Linked DNA regions of Manis pentadactyla: region 1 is linked to region 2. Evidence: chromatin contacts called from public Hi-C data. All regions are on one chromosome and are shown on one strand. The core of a region is the stretch at or near the end of the contact, and the rest is flanking DNA. Distances in the headings are between cores, read along the strand shown. Region 1 holds the start of IPO13 (importin 13). Region 2 holds the start of PTPRF (protein tyrosine phosphatase receptor type F).

The links. A called contact is a pair of places that touch in the nucleus more often than the background predicts.
Region 1: a contact with region 2 is called in a Hi-C map of fibroblasts, with 4 times the contacts expected there. The contact joins the promoter of IPO13 here to the promoter of PTPRF in region 2. A contact is called at or near these places in 3 of 3 Hi-C or Micro-C datasets (blood, fibroblasts and skin fibroblasts).

Annotation. Positions count from the first base shown.
Region 1 is chr4:34,396,555-34,399,455 of mManPen7.hap1, forward strand. It overlaps IPO13 (importin 13), which reads left to right and starts at 1,389. Exons shown (of 20, transcript XM_036892842.2): 1 at 1,389-2,158. The coding sequence starts at 2,075.
Region 2 is chr4:34,043,793-34,046,912 of mManPen7.hap1, forward strand. PTPRF (protein tyrosine phosphatase receptor type F) reads left to right here and starts at 1,667. Exons shown (of 33, transcript XM_057500126.1): 1 at 1,667-1,865.

The DNA.
Region 1 (2,901 bases), core at 139-2,638, 350 kb after region 2:
CTTTCGTCTTTCAATTTACACAACTGACGGATTTTTCTAAAATGCAAATCCAATTCTCATTGCCCACTTGGAACCCCACAAGTTTTCACATTACACTTAGGATAAAGTCTAAACTCCTTCAAGAGTCTACTGCTCCCACTTGTCTTTCCAACCTCATCTTCGTTACTCATCCCTCTCCCTTCCTCACCCCACATATATGCCCTTAAACTGAACAAAAACTACTAGTCGTACTTGAAACACTTTCTGATAAAGATTTGTTGGATGACTAGATTCCCAATGGAATTAGCTTAACAGCTAATCAAGCCCCCTCCTCTCCAGCCTCTATTCCTCAAGCTCAGATAAAGCTTCTCCTCCTCACGGAAGCCTGCATCCCCCTTCTCAGGCCTCAGTGGCTTGAGAAAGCCAGAGCCAGCTTTCTCCACTGAACACAAAAACAGAGGTCCTTTTCCTTTTTGATTCTTTTCTTTCCCTTCTGGCATAGATGGCAAGACAAATGAGAGGTTATGGGTAGGCACTGCTGGGGTTTGTGGCCGACCAGATCTGCGGCTGGTCTGTGTTACCCTAGCTGTGTGTTCAGGGACAAAACGACCATCTGAAGAAAAAATACCTCAGAGTCGTTAAGAGAATTGGACCTCAGGCATACAAAGTATTATTCCTAGCGCTTAAACGTGAGCTATTCTTGTTCTAATCACTCATAAAGAGGAGTTGCTTCCAAAAACCTTAGGAAAGTCCCCGAGCACTGTCCATGGTATGTGGCTTCCTGGTTGCTCACTGGGTGGTCCCGAGAGCCGTCCTTTTTTATTCCCGAGGGGCGCCAAGCCCCCTTTCTTCTCAGGGTAATGCTAACTCCTTCCTAGACGACCCCTTTCCTGGGCCCCAGGATGCTCCCCGAGCAGAGCACCGGGGTGACCTGTCTCTTCCCGCCTACCCCTCAACACACACCTTACCCTCCAGCTTGGGTTCCCAGCTGCATCCACCGGCCCCTTGAGTAGCATTCTTCCAGGAAGGTGCTCCGCAGCGCCTCCCGCCGGTCTGACCCGGATGCCCGACGGTAGCGGCAAGCCTGGAGTTAGCCTGGTTCCGCGGGTCCCCAGCCCACGTGCTCCCAGACTCCGCCGCAAGGCGCCGCCCTCCTGCTAGGCCCAATATGGACTGCATTTCCCAGGGTGTATAGCGGCGGGGCCTTTGCTTGACAGGGGCCTCGAGCGGCGCGCCGCTCCGTTGCCTGCTCGGGGACGCGCAGGCTGGCGCGAGGAAAGGGCCAGGGACCCGGAATGAGTTTCCGCTTAGTTCCGCTGGGCAGTGCCGGGCTGTGCCGGACCAGGCCAGGGCAGGGGGCGGGGGACGGGAGTTAGAGGTGCCGGGGACAGGCGCTCGGGGCAGCCCACAACTGGCTGAGGTCCCCTCCCGGTCGGGACCGGGCCGGTTCGCCTGTCAGTCACTGGGGCGGAGGCAGCGGCGGTAGCAGGGCCAGAGCTAGGCTGTGAGAGGATCGCGGGCCAGGCCGTGCGGAGGGGACCTGCCACAGCCCCTCAACTCTACGGACTCCTCGCCCCAGACTCGTGAAGCTGCACCCCCGCGCTTCGTTGGACACCTCCGTAACCGCGAAGGGCTCTCGCCCCCGTGACTCCCCCACCCCTGTGACCTCCTCTTAGGACCCGAGAGCTCATTCAGACAAGGGTGTTGTGGGTACAGGCCATCGACCCTGTGACCTCTCAAGGGCTTGGGGCTCGGTTTTCCCCGCAAGTCTCCCTCCCCTATGACTCCCTCATTGATTCTGGGGACTGTGCCGTGACCTATCACTAGGACCCCGGCCTGCGAATTCCTCGCTGACGACTTCCTCCTCGGAGTCCCCCTCAGTGGGTCTCCTAAGAGAACACCTTTTGGTCTCTGTCAAGTCCCCCCCACCCCCCAACCGAGGTGGGGAGGCGTCGGCAGCCATGCCTGCCCAGGGCCCCCTGTCACCCCACCACTCCCTGGGCACTCAAGCCGGGGTCTAGCAGGGGGCCAGCAGTGGAGGAGCTGGGGCAGGAGACAGGTCAGGGTCCACCTCCCTGCTGGGGAGGGAGCAAAGATGGAGCGGCGGGAGGAGCAGCCGGGGGCTGCAGGGGCTGGAGCAGCACCAGCCTTGGACTTCACTGTGGAGAACGTGGAGAAGGTATGAGGGCCCTGGGGTGGGTACTCCAGTGACAGAGCAGAAGTTCTGGGAACTGACACATGCCAGAGCCTAGGCCTGGGCTGGGTGCCTGCTGGGATGGTGCCCCCAGAGCACCTGGCATTTGCTGTCTCTCTGGGAAGGCAGAACAGCAGTGTTAAGGTTGTCCTAATGGGCTATTTCTGGACTTCCTTAGACCTTGGTCGTCTGTATATACTCTAAAAGTCTTGGGATGGCCCCTCCAGGGTGCTGATGGCTTAGACCTCCAGCCAGACTGGCTATTCTCCAGCACCAAGGGAACTGCATGAGCAGCGCAGTAAGAAACCAGGAATCCAGGAGACCTACTCAGTCCCCAGGAGCCATAGTGATGCTGAACCATCCTGGACCTGTTTTGTTGAGCCAGAGTCTCAGAGAACAAATTGCAATAAAACAATCTGGGTTATATTTTCTCTCTTCCTTGGAATGGGAGTCCTTCTTTTATTGGATGGAGGCCAGACCACTCCTGGCAGGCAGGAGTAGGGCTGGCCCCTTTTGTTCTGTGCTGGATCCAAGGGGTTTGGTCCTGCTGGCAGCCTCAGGGTCCTTCCCTACTCACCTGCCCCATAGCTTCCTGCCATGGCCCTCCCAGGCTCCCCCCATTGCCTGGTCTGCCTTTTTTTAACTGCGTGTCTGGTTTTTTCCTGGGCTCTCTTCCCAGAGGCCTGGACTGCAGACAGACATTACCCCTACCTGGGATGAGTGGGGAA
Region 2 (3,120 bases), core at 417-2,916:
ATCTAAACCTACCCAAAATTCTGAAAAACAGGCAAAAATGTCTAAAGATACATAAAATTTGCAACCTTCCCCCACAGTACACCAAAATTGCCAGTGATTAAAAAAAAAAAAACCACTGACTGGGAATAATAATTTTTGATCCATTTGTCATCTAAATCTAATTGTTTGGCCAGAATCACTGGAGCCAGTCCCATCCCCTTCTTACACACCAGGGGGCGCACGTGCATTGTTTCTGAATCCAAGTCCAAGGCAAAAGCAGGCAGTGAATTAGGTGATACCTGGAACTTAACCCCTCAGCCTAGATCCCTAGATCCCACCTCCTGAACATTACCATGATGCTCCCTGAATCCAGTGTCTCAACAATCCCCAAAGTTTATTTCTCACCTGACCCCCAAACTCAACAGAGGTATCAGAGAGACTCAAGAGATCAGAGACCCCACAGGGGTCCTCAACTGGCCTCAAGCAGTAGGGGGAGGTTCCCATCCTTCCCAAAATGAGATAGTTGGTGTGGCTGACTCTTAAGTGATCCTGGCATGGACTGGGAGGGTGGGTCTGGGCTTTGGTGCTAAGGTGTAGTTCTGGGTTTGGAACTGACCACTTCCCTCAGCCGGGAGTTGGAATAAATCTTCAGGTGAATTACTGGTTTAGCCCAGAAGTTTAAAAGGTCAGTATTGGAGTTGGGTATGAGGAGTCAGAAACTCAAGAGCAGTTTCATACTAGGTTTGGGGGACATTATAAAGTCTTGAACTCAGGGGCCAATTCAAGACTTGATTCAGGCTCACAGTTGAAATTAATATAAATATTGGTGGTGTTGGTCAGCCTCTGCTTGGGATGGACAGCAGGTCAGAGAAGTAGAGGTTAAGTGTGGGGATCAAAGGGATTTGTATGGAGTTTCTGCAAAGCCAGGGTCATTAATCTTGGGTTCTAAGATTTATATGATTGGAGTTGGAGGTCCTAATGGCCCCATAGGTGGGGTTTGAATATCTGTGTTAGGCTCCTTTTCTGGTGACCCAGTCCCAATTCTGGAATTGAGGTTCCTAATTCAGCAAGTGTTGGTCCTGATCTGGGAATTTTATTTAAGGTTTGGGATTCAGAAGAGGGACTACTGGGTCCATAGCAAGGTAGCTATTGGACTTTAAGGTTCACCTGGGATCTAGAGCTCAGCATTGGTACTAGGGTCCATTTAAGGACCAGGGTTGGTGGTAGTCGTGCTACTATCACAAGATTATAAAGGGGCTTAAGTCAGAATTGGTATTTGGGGGTCAATATAGGGTTCAGATTAAAATGACTATTTGTGCCAATTTCTTGGCAGATGTAGGGGTCTGGACTCAATGTTGAGTTTGAGGGTGGGCCTGAGCTCAATTATCAGGTCCAGGTTTGTAGGGGAGGAAACGGGGTCCCAGAGTAGTATCAGGTTCATATCAAGGCTGGGAGCCACTAACAGGAAAAGACTTCCTATAGGAGTCTGGCTCTGTCCCTGATCATTACTGAGGTTCTGGTTCAGAGTTCCAGCCGGCTTGGACTCGTGGTTGGATTGTGGCCTTGCTGGGCCTGCACAGGCTCCGCAGCTTTACAAGCGAGAGTGCACGAGGGGAGGGGCGGCGCCGGGGACGCGCACGGCAGGGGCAGGGGCGCGAGCGCGCGGCTGGAGCTGGCGCGGGAGCGACGGGAGCGGTGGCGGCGGCGGCGGCGGCGGCGGAGGCAGAAGCAGAGGCGGCGGCTCCGGCCCGGGCTCCAGCTTCAGCTCGGGTGGCGGTGGCGGGACTGGGACACGGTAGCGGCGGCGGCGGCGGCAGAAGAGGAGCGGGAGCAGTGGCCCCAGCGGCCCGGGGGGGAAATGCGGACCGACGGCCCCTGGATGAGCGGTGAGTGATCCCCGGGCTCCCCCAGCCCGCTCCGCGTCCCTTCCTTCCCCCACCCCCCCCGCCCTCTCCCCGCGTCCACTGAGCGGGGCTGGAGGCGCCGCTTAGGCCGGGCCGCGCCCCCACCTGCCGCGCCCGCAGCCACGGCTGAGCCCCCCACCCCTGGAGCCAGGCGGCTCCTCCCCGCGCTCGCCCCGCGGCAGACGCGCCCCCCACCCCCACCGCCGGCTGGCTCGCCCCTCGCCGCCCCGCTCCTCCGCCGCCCCCCTCCTCCGCCGCACCTGAGCCGCAGCCTCCGCCCCCCCAGTGCAAAGTTGCCCCTTTGCACGTGCGCTCCCAGTCCCCATGCCCCTCCCTACCTGCGCGGACGCGCTCCGGGGGCGGCCTCAACCTCCCACCACCACCCCAGCCCCGGGCGGGTCCAGGCCGCGCCCCCGCCCCTGCCGCACAGGCGCCCCCTCCCAGCCGGCAGGGGATCCGCAGCCGCCGCGCCCCCGTCCTGCTCGCGGCCCCGGCGCACGTGCGGTCCCGGGGAGCGCCGGGCGCTAGTTTGGAGCCCCCACCCTCCTCAGTGGCCAGCACGGGCTGGGGAGGGGCCGGGGGGGGCTGTGCCCGCCCCCACGCGGGTGCAACGACCTGAAGGCCCTGGAGCGACCTGTCCCGTGAGGACGTGGCCACTCAGACCCGCTCCGGAAAGTTCACTCAGTCGCCGCCCCGCGTCCCGTCCCGTCGCGGTGTGTCCCGGTCCTCATCGCTTTGCCCACGTTTCTGTCGCGGCTTCTTTCTGTCCCCCTCTGCGGCCCGTTCTCTATGCCCTTCGGTGTCTCTGCATCTCTGTCCCTGTGCCACTGTCTCCCAGTCTCACCCCCCTCCCCCCGCAGTCCCAGGGTCTCTCCAGCTGTGCCTCTCTCCCCGGGTCTCTGTGTCCTCCCTCCCTGGGCCTCTCTGCTCTCCCTCCCAGGACTCTGTGCGCCCTCCCCCATCTCTGAGTCGCCCTCTTGGAGTCTCTCTGTTCTGTCTCTCCCGGTTTCTTGGTGGGTCTGTCTCCCCACCTCTGCTAGGCCCTCTCCCCACCTCTGCTAGGCCCCCTCCCCATTTCTGTGGAATGCTGCCTCTCTGGTTCTTCCACCTCAGGGTGGGGGAGGGACAAGTCTTTTTCCCCATTTCAACATCCCCCCAGTGCAGCCCCCACCCCAAGTAGGAGCAGGTTGGGGGGCTGGGGCCCCTGTACCTGCCTGAGCTGTGAAATGGCTGGGAG